2 separate regions of the Rattus norvegicus genome follow, and region 2 is linked to region 1. The links are chromatin contacts, called in public Hi-C maps. All regions are on one chromosome and are shown on one strand. The core of a region is the stretch at or near the end of the contact, and the rest is flanking DNA. Distances in the headings are between cores, read along the strand shown. Region 1 overlaps Pcdh9 (protocadherin 9). Region 2 holds the start of Pcdh9 (protocadherin 9).

Region 1 (5,906 bases), core at 3,323-5,822:
TTTCTTCTGATCCCATTCCTCTACCTACCAAAAGGGTTTTTGTGTTAATATAAATTCACCACCTCTTCTACTTCACACACACACACACACACACACACACACACACACACACACACACACACATACAATGTTTTTTTTTCATGGTTTGCTACCTAAATTGCAGTGGTTCCATTCTATCTGAACTTGTAGGATCTTTGAATTGTTGTTGTTTTGTTGTTGTTGTTGTTGCAGCTACAGTAATCTTTTATAATGCAAATATGATCCTTCAGGAAAAAATGCTTTTATTGCTTTTCAGTTATCCTTCAAATAACCTCCCTAAAGCTTAACTGGGCTTAGAAGGTGATTTAAGAGTTGACCTCAGTAGACCTTAGACCTTTCTTTCTAAGTTCTTCCAGCCCATTAACCTCCCATTTTTCTCTTAGCACAAGGGCATGTATTTCCCCTGCCTGAGATCACCTTCCCCCTGCCTTTCTTTAACCCGGTTTTAAAAGGCTAACTGGTGCTCTCACCTCCATGTCATTTATTCAGATGTCGCCATTGACCTATTGAGCCACCAGACTATATATAGTATATTCTTTCTTAGCATTTACCTTCAACATGCATGTGAGACATTGTCTTAGCATATAACGGAACCAGACAACAATTTTAGAAATTAAAATCTAAGTCAAATATAGAAGATTTGGTGGCTTACTTGTATCCCTCATGGTTGTGTAGACTTTAGCCTATTACATAAATTATTTGATGATTGTTGTTGTCATGTATAATACATAAACAATACTATCAAGTGTACAAAAAGTTTCAGTGGACAATAGTGTGATTACATTAGGTTGTAATAATATAATATAGAACAAAACATAAACGGAGTTGTTTTTATCTGAATATTTCCCAACACAAAAGCTTTAGTATTCTCATTACTTGAGTCGTATCATCTGTTCAGTAATCATTGAAATATAAAACTGAAAATAAACCACAACTTAATAGATAGATTGTGGGACTGCAGGCTGTGAAAGGTACCCTGGGTTATCTGTTGAGATAGGTCTAATCCCCAGGAACCCTAAGGGACAGTAGGAGCATTCCCAGTCTCCCAGGAGATCAGGCCCCTCTCACATAGCTACAGCTCCCCACAGCCCCTTGTAAAGAGGTTTGAGACAGATCACTCATGTAAGGCAACTCCCCAAGGCCCTCCTCCACTGATAAGGACATAGGTCATGTAGGCTCAAGACAAATCAGTCACAGAGATTTGTGACCATGGCCCCAAACATGCAGATGAGGCAGTCCCAAAGTTCTGCAGTCAGACCCTGAGCCTCCCAAAACTAACTGAGAATCCAGAAGGATTAAAGGTCTGCAGAAATTACTCCCTCGTCTGAGAGCTTCTGTCATAAGTTCTGTAACACCACAGCTTGCGGAAGAGATCAGTTCTCCCAAATTTGCAGCCAGAAGCTCCCCTACACCCCTCCCTGGCTAGTCAGTCTCCTGCTGTCTCAGCCCAGCCCCAGCAACTGAAGCAGCAGTGGCATGGTGGGAAGGAGAAAGAGCAGTCCCAGCAGCAGAAGGGGCAGAAGCAGTTCCCCCTCCCTGCCTGAATTCTCTTCCCTTCCTGTGAACCAGCGTACCTACTGGACCAGAGATCTTTGTGGAAAGCCTCCAGCATGCAGGCCAACATTAGATCATGTACAATCATATACATATATATTCATATATGAGAAAGAAAGCAAAACAGAGAGAAGGAGGAGGGAGAAGGAGAGGAAAAGGCAGTGGTACAGGGAGAGGGAGAATGGAGAGAGAAGAGGGGGAAGTAGACGGAAACGGAAAGGGAGAATAGAGAGGAAAAGGGAGAATAAGATGAAAAGCCAAAGACTTACAGAGGACAGTGTTGTTTTATCATTTTATAAAAACTGGCCATTTTTGCCTGAGCTTCTTTCTTTTTCCTTTTCTTTCTTCTTTTCTTTTGATACTTAATGTTTTGCTGAAGGATTTTTAGGTAACTTTTTATTGTATTATGTTTTTCCCCCAACAACTTTATGGAAAGAACCACAAATTCTTACTGTAGACCATCTAGACCCAACTTCCCAAAGGGTTCTTCTACACAGGGATGGGGAATCAACTCTAATTTCGAACTAGCCTTGATGCTTCACAAGTTTTTGTTATAACAAATACATGAGGCAAGGGGTTTTACAGAGAAAACTAACCTAGCACATAATGCTTTCCTTAAAGGATTTTATTTTGTTACATGTGGGTATGACTTAGTACATCCATGGACTCCACCTGGGGGTGGTGGACGGCTCGCGGAGGCCTGAAGAATTATAGTCAGTGGTGAACTTCCTGGTGTTAGTGGGGCAAACTGAATCCAGTCCTCTCCAAGAGGACTCTCATTTTTTTAAAATTTTCATAAAATCTTTAGTTATATATCTATTGGCAAGACCAGAAACCAACATGACTTTCAAAGCCATACACGCATAGCATTCTTCAAAAGGCTAACAAGACCTGCCTTTCTATGGCCTGAATGTGCCAGCCTCACGGGTATCACTATAGACGTAAGGTTGTAAGCGTAGAATGAGAGGGATAATTACTGTCCATCTGCTCATTGCTGGGTAAACCTTGGTAAATCTCTTACCTTCTGACACTGAATATTGAGCAGTGTCCTCGGTTGAAAATATTGTGAATTCATTCTGACATACTCCAGTTAGAAAATACTGTGACACCAGGTCAGGAGTTGCTGTATCTAAACAAATAATTACGAATAGTATGCTAAGTATGTATATTTTATATGATGGTAAATAAATATTTCAAATTATTTTAAAGAACAATGATTTATTTAGAAGAATTTAAGATATTTAATGAATTCACAACCAGAAGCCAGATTGGTAAATTTAATGTGACCATTATTCAGTTTTATAGATTGTGATCAAAATCACCAACAAATCACCTTTCTGTGTATTAACCGTGGGAAAGCTGAAATGTTGCTCTCCTGATTCTCCTTTTCATTGGAGATCCTTTTTCTTGTCTTCCCATGTTTGGGACCCTTTAAAAGAACCATATACTCTGCTTAAAAACTCCAGGCCTGTTCCAGTCTACTCTTCCTAATATTTTAACCTCATTAGAGCTCATTTTGGGCACATCTACATTTATTTGTATAGTCAAAGGAAACATCCTCCTTCTTGCTGGCATTCTCCTATCTCAGCATCCATTTCTTTATCAAATTAACCAAAGATTGGTAATAAACATAAAAAATGTATAGTTCATAATTTTCAAGGAAGAATGACTGACTTTGCAAATGGCCAGGGTACGCCTGATCTACAGCATTGCAGATGGCTTCAGTTGGCTAGCCAATGTGAACTGAGGGTTGAAGACCACAGGGAGACAGGAAGCCAAGAAGCATGGATAGATCAGTCTTACATACCAACCTCTTCCAAAGCAAGCACACCCAGAAGTGTACTGACATTCTCCAAAGTCCCCTTCGACTGAGTCACCTCTACTCACATTGCCAACGTGGAACCCAAACTTCCTACACATGACTGTCAGACAAAAACACCCAAACCATGGGGCTAGCATGCATTTCCTTTCCAAGTCTGTCTTTTACATTTTCTGGAGATAAACAACTTAAATCCTGCAACATTAGGTGTTCTCATGCTGAGTTTCTTGTGGGGGGGTAGGTTATATTTAAGGAGTCTCTCAACATTTGTTTGGGAGGACCTACCAGTTGCTGGTACTGTCTCTTCATCTCTAGTCATTAATACGATTCAAACCCCAAAGCAAAAGAATAGGCTTTCTAATCCCCCAACGATCAATAGCTATGGCTTCTGAGCTGTTAGTTGTACTTTTTATTACTAACTCTTGACATGTTTGTATATGCTGAAGATTTCAATTAAAAGAGACAGCAGGGTGATATTGAATCGATACTTGTTGTTTTGTATCTGGGGGGGGAAAGCAATATGAAATATGGAAATCTGAGGTATGTAAATGCCCCTGGCTCTGCTGTGAGACGAGGCCTCCCGCTTGTCAGACAGACCCGATTTTTAGAGCAGAGAATTTGCTGGCTTAAAGTAGACAACTTGCCAGTTTCATTAGTTTGTATCGGATGCTAGACAGAGTCGCTGTTCCGATCATTAAAACGCCATCCTAGGCTTCCATTAAGTTTGAGCCAAATGACAGCACATTTTAGAACTACTTTGTGCGATACCAACGTGCAACTTCCTGCTGCTTATAGATGAGTAAGCCGGTGATAACTTTACTATAAACTCTTTTGTTTCTTTTAATTTCCAGTAGCTTATCAGGAACATTATCTCCGGGGCGGGGGGGGGGGAGGTTTGTATAGACACACAGTAGAGAACAACCTGAAAGGGATTAATTGTTAGAAATACCAGTGTCAGAAGGACCAACAGGATGGGGATGGTATGGACAGGGTCACTAACCTCAGTAATGGTAAAATTGTTTTCCTTTTCTTTTAGTTTTTTGTTTTCCTCTCTCTGTGGCTTAAGACTGTAGGAGATTAAACAGAAAGAACAACAAATTGCTCAGATTCATATGAGGATTACTGTAGGATAAACACTGTCGGATCCTGGGGTACCTCTTGAAACAAAAATTAGAATGTGAAATCCACCTACAAAGAGCAATTCCCTAGTGAAGAAAATAATGTTTTCTCTTTTACCTGTAAGGTTTTTCATTATTTTACAGCGTATTGTGTACTACACATCGTTTCAGCCAGGGATTCAGGAGAAACTGCGGGAAATCTTGTGACAAACATTTAAGGTCAACTAGATAACATTTTCCTTTCTGTGACTCCCTCCGAATTCACTATTGTTCATTCTGACGCTATTGTTCTCTGAAGACAAGGAGATGAACAGACACTAACTGTCGGAGAGCTTGTCTTGTCTGTCTGTGGAATTTTTAGCTGCACGCGGTTCTTCTGAAGATAGTAGGAAACATATTTATGTTTATGTCTTCTCTTTTCTGAACATATACCATTTTTGTACAGGCTCAGTTTAAATTTCTTAAGTTGCCAATGCACAAGAATTTCTCAAATTGGAAGTTTTTCCTAAGACTGGGACAGCAATGTTTCCTTTGAAAACACTGAAGACTAGGCGAGTGCATCCCATAAGCTACTAGAGAGCAGTAGGCTCCTTTTATAAAGCATGGAGTGGTTTTGTGGTTGTTTGTTTGATGTCTAAGAAAGGATCTCACTATGAAGCCCTGGTTGATCTGGAATTTAATGGCGATTAGGCTGGCCTGGTACTTACAGAAATATACCTATATCTGCCTCTTGAGTACCAGGATTGCAGCTGGATACCTAACAAAGTGCCTACTTCTGACCTCACGCACTGATTCCTAAAATAAAAGCATCATTGAAAAAGGAAGACCCCAGCGCCTAGCCTTCCCTTCTACCAACAGCAAAGAGACAATGTTTCTTCCTGAGATAGCTCTGTTTTCTAAACAGAAGAGCCAGACTGCTTTCCCCTATGAATGAGGCTTGGTGCACGTGTTTTTAGAAATTTTTTTTGTTGGTGGTGGGTTTGGGGGATTTTCTGTTTGTTTGTTTATTTGTTCCTTTGTTTGTTTGAATTTCACACAAGCTAGGGACATGTAGAAGTGGGGACCTCAGAATCTCAAATAAAGGACTGTCCCTATTGGATTGACCTATAGGTATGTCTTTGGTAAATGTGTTTTTTGATTGATTGATTAATCAATTATTGTTGTGTGTGACTGTGTCCAATCCACTCTGGGCAGTGTCACCCTGCAAGCCGTAGAGAGCGCTCCAGTAACTCATGTTCCTATGTGGCCTTACTTCAGTCCCTGACTCGAGTCCTGCTCGTGCTTTGTCTCAGTGCTGAGCTATACACTGTAAGATAAAGTGAATCACTTTTCCACAAGTTGTTTTTGGTCACAGCATTTTGGTAAAGCAATGGAAA
Region 2 (5,885 bases), core at 869-3,368, 170 kb before region 1:
TGCTGGCCCCTGCCGGGCATGCTCAGTGCGCGTCCTGAAAACAGCTCTCCCGGGACCGGGATCGTTTCTCCAGGTTTTCGCGGCTGCCGAGGGGCGCTGGGGAGGGGAGGCTAGAGACAGTCAGCGCCTTGTTCCGCGCCCCCTCCCGCAGCCCTCTGCAGCCTCCCGCACTGCAAGATGCTGGCCAATCAGGGCCCGGAGGTGGGGCCTCGGCCGTCACGCCCTCCCTCTGGGCTTATTGAGAGTTATATCAAGAAATTCAGTTCAGAGAGAGGAGAGAGAGGAGAGGGAGAAGGAGAAGGGGGTAGAAGAGAAGGGAAAAGCGAAGAGTACGCGAGGTAGGAAGGAGAGCCTCAGTCTCTGGAGCGCGAAAGAGCTCACGGATTAAGAATTTGCCGGGCAATTGGCACCCCGGGAAAACATCCAGAAAATCACCATCACCCAACTCTGACGTTTCCTACCAGAAGTTAAAGACTTCAGCAGTATTGCCATCGGATGCAAATGGTAGGCTGGATACTGTGGGATACACTCCCGAGCTGAAGTAGTGCAATTGGATGTGGCGTGCGTTAAATACCAGAAGAGCCCAGACCCAGTGGGTAAAAGCGAGGAAATGTGGAGAGAATGACTAACGACAAATCTGTGAATTTGTTCTCGGGAGTTGCTAATTTGCCAGCCCGAAGCCACACATTTTACAAGGAGGAAACGTTTTGCTGCTTCTGAATTCTCCCCAAACTGGTGCTACCAGATGCATGGCTTTCTATGTGTTGGAACAAATCCTTCTTAACTGCAGCCTACTGGGAAAGGGGCAAGGTTGAGGCAACTAACGTAAGTGTAAAGTTTCGCATTAACAATTCGAAATGCCGTCTTTAGTTATGTCCTCGGTGTAGATGAGAGGTGTTTGTAATTGGGTAGCTGGCTGGGGCAGAGCTCACCTACTGGGTTGTATCTGCAACCCCACCTGCACCACTCTGCTGGAACTAATCGCGGGCATCAGCTACTGTGTAGCCTAATGCAGATAAGCTTAGAGCCTGGGAACTGACCAGTCTTACTCCGGTGGGTAGCCGCCTTGAGCTTTGCACCCATTTAAACTGCAGTTAGAGGGGCATCTGAGCGGAAGTTCTTTTACGTGTGTTACCGGGTTGCGGTATTTATGTGTAGCAAATGTTACTAATATTATAATGAGACACCGGATTAATAAACTGCATTTTTTGTTCTTTTATGCTTAGTAGAAAAATAGCGTGGTGTTTCATAGGAATGTTGGCTGTGATTCACTTCCATCTCAGCATGCTGGTCGATCCACCTCTGTGATAAGCAATTGTCTATTATGATACGTTTATTTAAAAGTTTCAGTGTGTTTATTTATCTCAACCGGGGCAATGTGGACATATGGAGAAAGGAGAGCAGGCTGTGAGTAAGGCATGTGAAGTCTTGGTCTGGTGCTTTGAGGCAGTGAGAATATGTAGTGGCCAGTGACTACTGCTGTTGCCGCTGCTGCAGAATGTCCGATGCTCATTTCCCAGCAAGGTTGGATTATGAGACAGTTGAAGAACTGGGAGGAAGGAAAAAAGCAGTCTTTTGAGAGGAGGAGATGACTCAGTGTGGCAGAGAAGAAAACACCTCATATCTAACATGTGACAAAGCAGTTGGCAGCAATCGTACCTAAATACTTGAGGTCTTTCAATTCAGTCTCAAACAACTAGGGGAGGTGGGTTAGAGAGCAGGAAGGGGATTGAACGGGGGTTGAGGGGGAACAAGAATGTATGCTTTGAATTAAACAGTGTTGTGGGGAAAAAAACAGTGTGGGGGTTGGGGGGGGATCCAGGTAAAAATAGCTGCTGCTGTCCTTAATTCAAAAGTAGATGAATTTCATTTTCTCTGGGCAAATGCAACAAGCAGGGACTATTCAGTGATGTGACCACAGAGTTAACTTGCAAACTGTGGCACAGCAAACTGCCATGTTTACTAATAGGCAGGGACAGTGTGCTTCGATGTTTTGGTGACCGTGTTCTCATTTGCCGAAGAATAATGTTGTCTGTACAATTGTGTTGACAGTGGCTGTCTCCACATAAGAGATGAGATGTAATGCCTCCTCCTCCTCCGGTCCATGCACACTTCCTCTTGCAATCCGTGCATCATTCCTCAGTGGGAACCTTTAAACTCTAAAATCCAAGGGAAGAAAATAAAGACATTATCATGGACCTGAGGGATTTTTACCTGTTGGCTGCTCTGATTGCCTGTTTAAGGCTGGATTCCGCAATAGCTCAAGAACTTATTTACACTATTAGAGAGGAATTGCCCGAAAATGTGCCCATAGGAAATATACCAAAGGATCTGAATATTTCTCACATCAACGCTGCCACAGGGACGAGTGCCAGCCTTGTCTACAGGCTGGTTTCTAAAGCTGGGGATGCCCCTCTGGTGAAAGTATCCAGTAGCACTGGGGAGATTTTCACAACCTCCAACAGAATAGACAGAGAGAAACTCTGTGCCGGAGCTTCTTATGCTGAGGAGAATGAGTGTTTCTTTGAACTTGAGGTGGTGATCCTCCCCAATGACTTTTTCAGACTGATCAAAATCAAGATCATTGTCAAGGATACCAATGATAATGCCCCCATGTTTCCGTCTCCCGTCATCAATATTTCCATCCCAGAGAACACTTTGATCAACAGTCGCTTTCCAATCCCATCAGCCACAGACCCTGACACGGGCTTCAATGGGGTACAGCATTATGAATTGCTGAATGGGCAGAGTGTTTTTGGACTGGATATCGTGGAAACTCCGGAGGGAGAAAAGTGGCCGCAATTGATCGTTCAGCAGAACTTGGATAGAGAACAAAAAGATACCTATGTGATGAAAATCAAAGTGGAGGATGGGGGCACTCCACAGAAATCCAGCACAGCCATACTCCAGGTCACAGTAAGTGATGTCAATGACAACAGGCCAGTGTTTAAAGAGGGTCAAGTGGAAGTGCATATTCCAGAGAATGCTCCTGTAGGGACCTCTGTGATTCAGCTCCATGCTACTGATGCAGACATAGGCAGCAATGCTGAAATCCGGTACATCTTTGGTGCCCAGGTCGCCCCTGCAACCAAAAGACTCTTTGCTTTAAATAACACAACTGGGCTGATTACAGTTCAGAGGTCCTTAGATAGGGAAGAGACAGCCATTCACAAAGTGACAGTGCTGGCTAGTGACGGCAGCTCCACTCCTGCCAGAGCCACCGTTACCATCAATGTCACAGATGTAAATGATAATCCTCCAAACATAGACCTCAGGTACATTATAAGTCCCATCAATGGCACCGTGTATCTCTCTGAGAAAGATCCAGTCAATACAAAGATTGCCCTAATTACAGTTTCAGATAAGGACACGGATGTGAATGGCAAAGTGATCTGTTTTATTGAAAGAGAGGTCCCATTTCATCTGAAGGCAGTGTATGACAACCAGTATCTGCTAGAGACCTCGTCTCTGCTGGACTATGAGGGCACCAAAGAATTCAGCTTTAAAATCGTTGCCTCTGATTCTGGGAAGCCCAGTTTGAATCAGACTGCCCTGGTAAGGGTTAAGCTTGAGGACGAAAATGACAACCCACCAATTTTCAACCAGCCTGTAATTGAGCTGTCAGTTTCTGAAAACAACCGACGTGGGTTATACTTAACAACTATTAGTGCTACGGATGAAGACAGTGGGAAAAATGCAGACATTGTTTATCAGCTTGGACCCAATGCCTCCTTCTTTGATCTGGACAGAAAGACAGGAGTTCTGACAGCCTCCAGAGTCTTTAACAGGGAGGAACAAGAGCGGTTCATTTTTACAGTAACTGCCAGGGACAACGGGACCCCTCCCCTGCAGAGCCAAGCAGCCGTGATAGTTACTGTTCTGGATGAGAATGACAATAGCCCCAAGTTCACTCATAATCATTTTCAGTTTTTTGTGTCTGAGAATCTGCCAAAGTATAGTACTGTGGGGGTAATCACAGTGACAGACGAGGACGCTGGAGAGAATAAAGCTGTGACTCTTTCCATTCTAAATGACAATGAAAATTTCGTGTTGGATCCCTATTCAGGAGTCATAAAGTCCAATGTCTCCTTTGATAGAGAACAGCAGAGTTCCTACACGTTTGATGTCAAAGCCACTGACGGAGGACAGCCACCTCGGTCCTCTACTGCAAAAGTAACTATCAATGTCATGGATGTCAATGACAATAGTCCAGTTGTCATTTCTCCACCATCCAACACCTCCTTTAAGTTGGTGCCCCTCTCAGCCATTCCTGGTTCCGTGGTTGCTGAAGTTTTTGCTGTGGATATTGACACCGGGATGAATGCAGAACTTAAGTATACCATAGTGAGCGGGAACAACAAAGGATTATTTCGGATTGATCCAGTAACGGGCAATATCACCTTAGAAGAAAAGCCGGCACCTACTGACGTGGGCCTGCACCGTCTCGTGGTCAACATAAGTGACCTGGGGTACCCTAAGGCTTTGCACACTCTTGTGCTGGTATTTCTTTACGTGAACGACACTGCTGGAAACGCCTCGTATATATATGACTTGATCCGTAGGACTATGGAGACCCCGCTGGACAGGAACATAGGAGATAGTGGTCAACCTTATCAAAACGAGGACTATCTCACCATCATGATTGCCATCGTTGCCGGGGCCATGGTCGTCATCGTCGTGATCTTTGTCACGGTGCTGGTGCGCTGTCGCCATGCGTCGAGGTTCAAGGCTGCTCAGAGGAGCAAACAAGGTGCTGAATGGATGTCCCCAAACCAGGAGAATAAACAAAACAAGAAAAAGAAACGGAAGAAAAGAAAGTCGCCCAAGAGTTCTCTTTTGAACTTTGTTACTATCGAAGAGTCCAAACCTGATGATGCGGTTCATGAACCTATCAATGGGACCATAAGCCTGCCTGCTGAGCTGGAGGAACAGAGTATAGGAAGATTTGACTGGGGCCCGGCCCCTCCAACAACCTTCAAGCCTAACAGCCCTGACCTGGCCAAGCACTACAAATCTGCCTCTCCACAGCCTGCGTTTCATCTCAAACCAGACACTCCAGTTTCCGTGAAAAAGCACCACGTCATTCAAGAGCTCCCTTTGGACAACACCTTTGTTGGGGGCTGCGACACCCTTTCCAAACGCTCCTCCACTAGTTCAGATCACTTCAGTGCCTCAGAGTGCAGCTCCCAAGGAGGCTTCAAGACAAAGGGCCCCTTACACACCAGACAGGTAAACGAGCACTTTTACTGGTCTATAAGTACTGCATACAAGTGCCCAGTCAACCAGTATTAACGTGCCACTGTGTGTATTGTTTTTTGGTCTAACTTTAGCTTAGTTATAAGGAGGAAAAAAAACTTGACCCCTTTTTTATTCCTCTGGGGCTCAGTCAAGAATTTTTAGAACAGCTTTGAAATTTCTGAGTTCTGAGAATATTTAACCTCCCAGTTTCCTTCAAATGGCAAAAGATGAAAAGAGGAAATTATTCCAAAATGTCCCGAGATAATGTTTGCTCAAGAAGAAAACCCATCCTGATTTGCCCAATTCTGCTCCTGGGGTTTCCAAATTATCTACTTCAAGATTTTCACATTACCTTTTGATCTAAAAAGTCACCTTCAAGTATCAAGTTTAAATGACATTTGAAGGTCTGACACCACTCACTCTGGAGCTGTGGTCGATAAAGGGGTTACAGTTTTTTTTTTACACAGTAAAAAAAAAAGAGAGTAGTATATTATATGTACATCAGCTGGGAAGCACATGATTATTGATTGATTGCATCTAAGCCATATAGAAAGTCTACTCCTTGATTTCAAGTTATTTTATTGTAATATAGTAAGCTGGATCTTTCTTAGAACGATTTTCAGTGTCCATAATGGTTCATATTTGAA

The links. Hi-C and Micro-C count contacts between places; a contact is called where the count stands out from the background.
Region 2: a contact with region 1 is called in a Hi-C map of frontal cortex, with 1.7 times the contacts expected there. The contact joins the promoter of Pcdh9 here to the enhancer-like site in region 1. A contact is called at or near these places in 2 of 12 Hi-C or Micro-C datasets (Schwann cells and frontal cortex).

What each region holds. Positions count from the first base shown.
Region 1 is chr15:76,471,382-76,477,287 of GRCr8, reverse strand. The region is part of intron 1 of Pcdh9 (protocadherin 9); the gene reads left to right. Among named protein-coding and RNA genes, the nearest start is that of Pcdh9, 170 kb to the left of the region's middle. Within about 2 kb of position 4,572, at least 24 of the 93 cell types and tissues checked have an H3K27ac peak or open chromatin away from gene starts, as enhancers often do.
Region 2 is chr15:76,640,185-76,646,069 of GRCr8, reverse strand. Pcdh9 (protocadherin 9) reads left to right here and starts at 2,118. Exons shown (of 4, transcript NM_001191688.1): 1 at 2,118-5,229. The coding sequence starts at 2,194.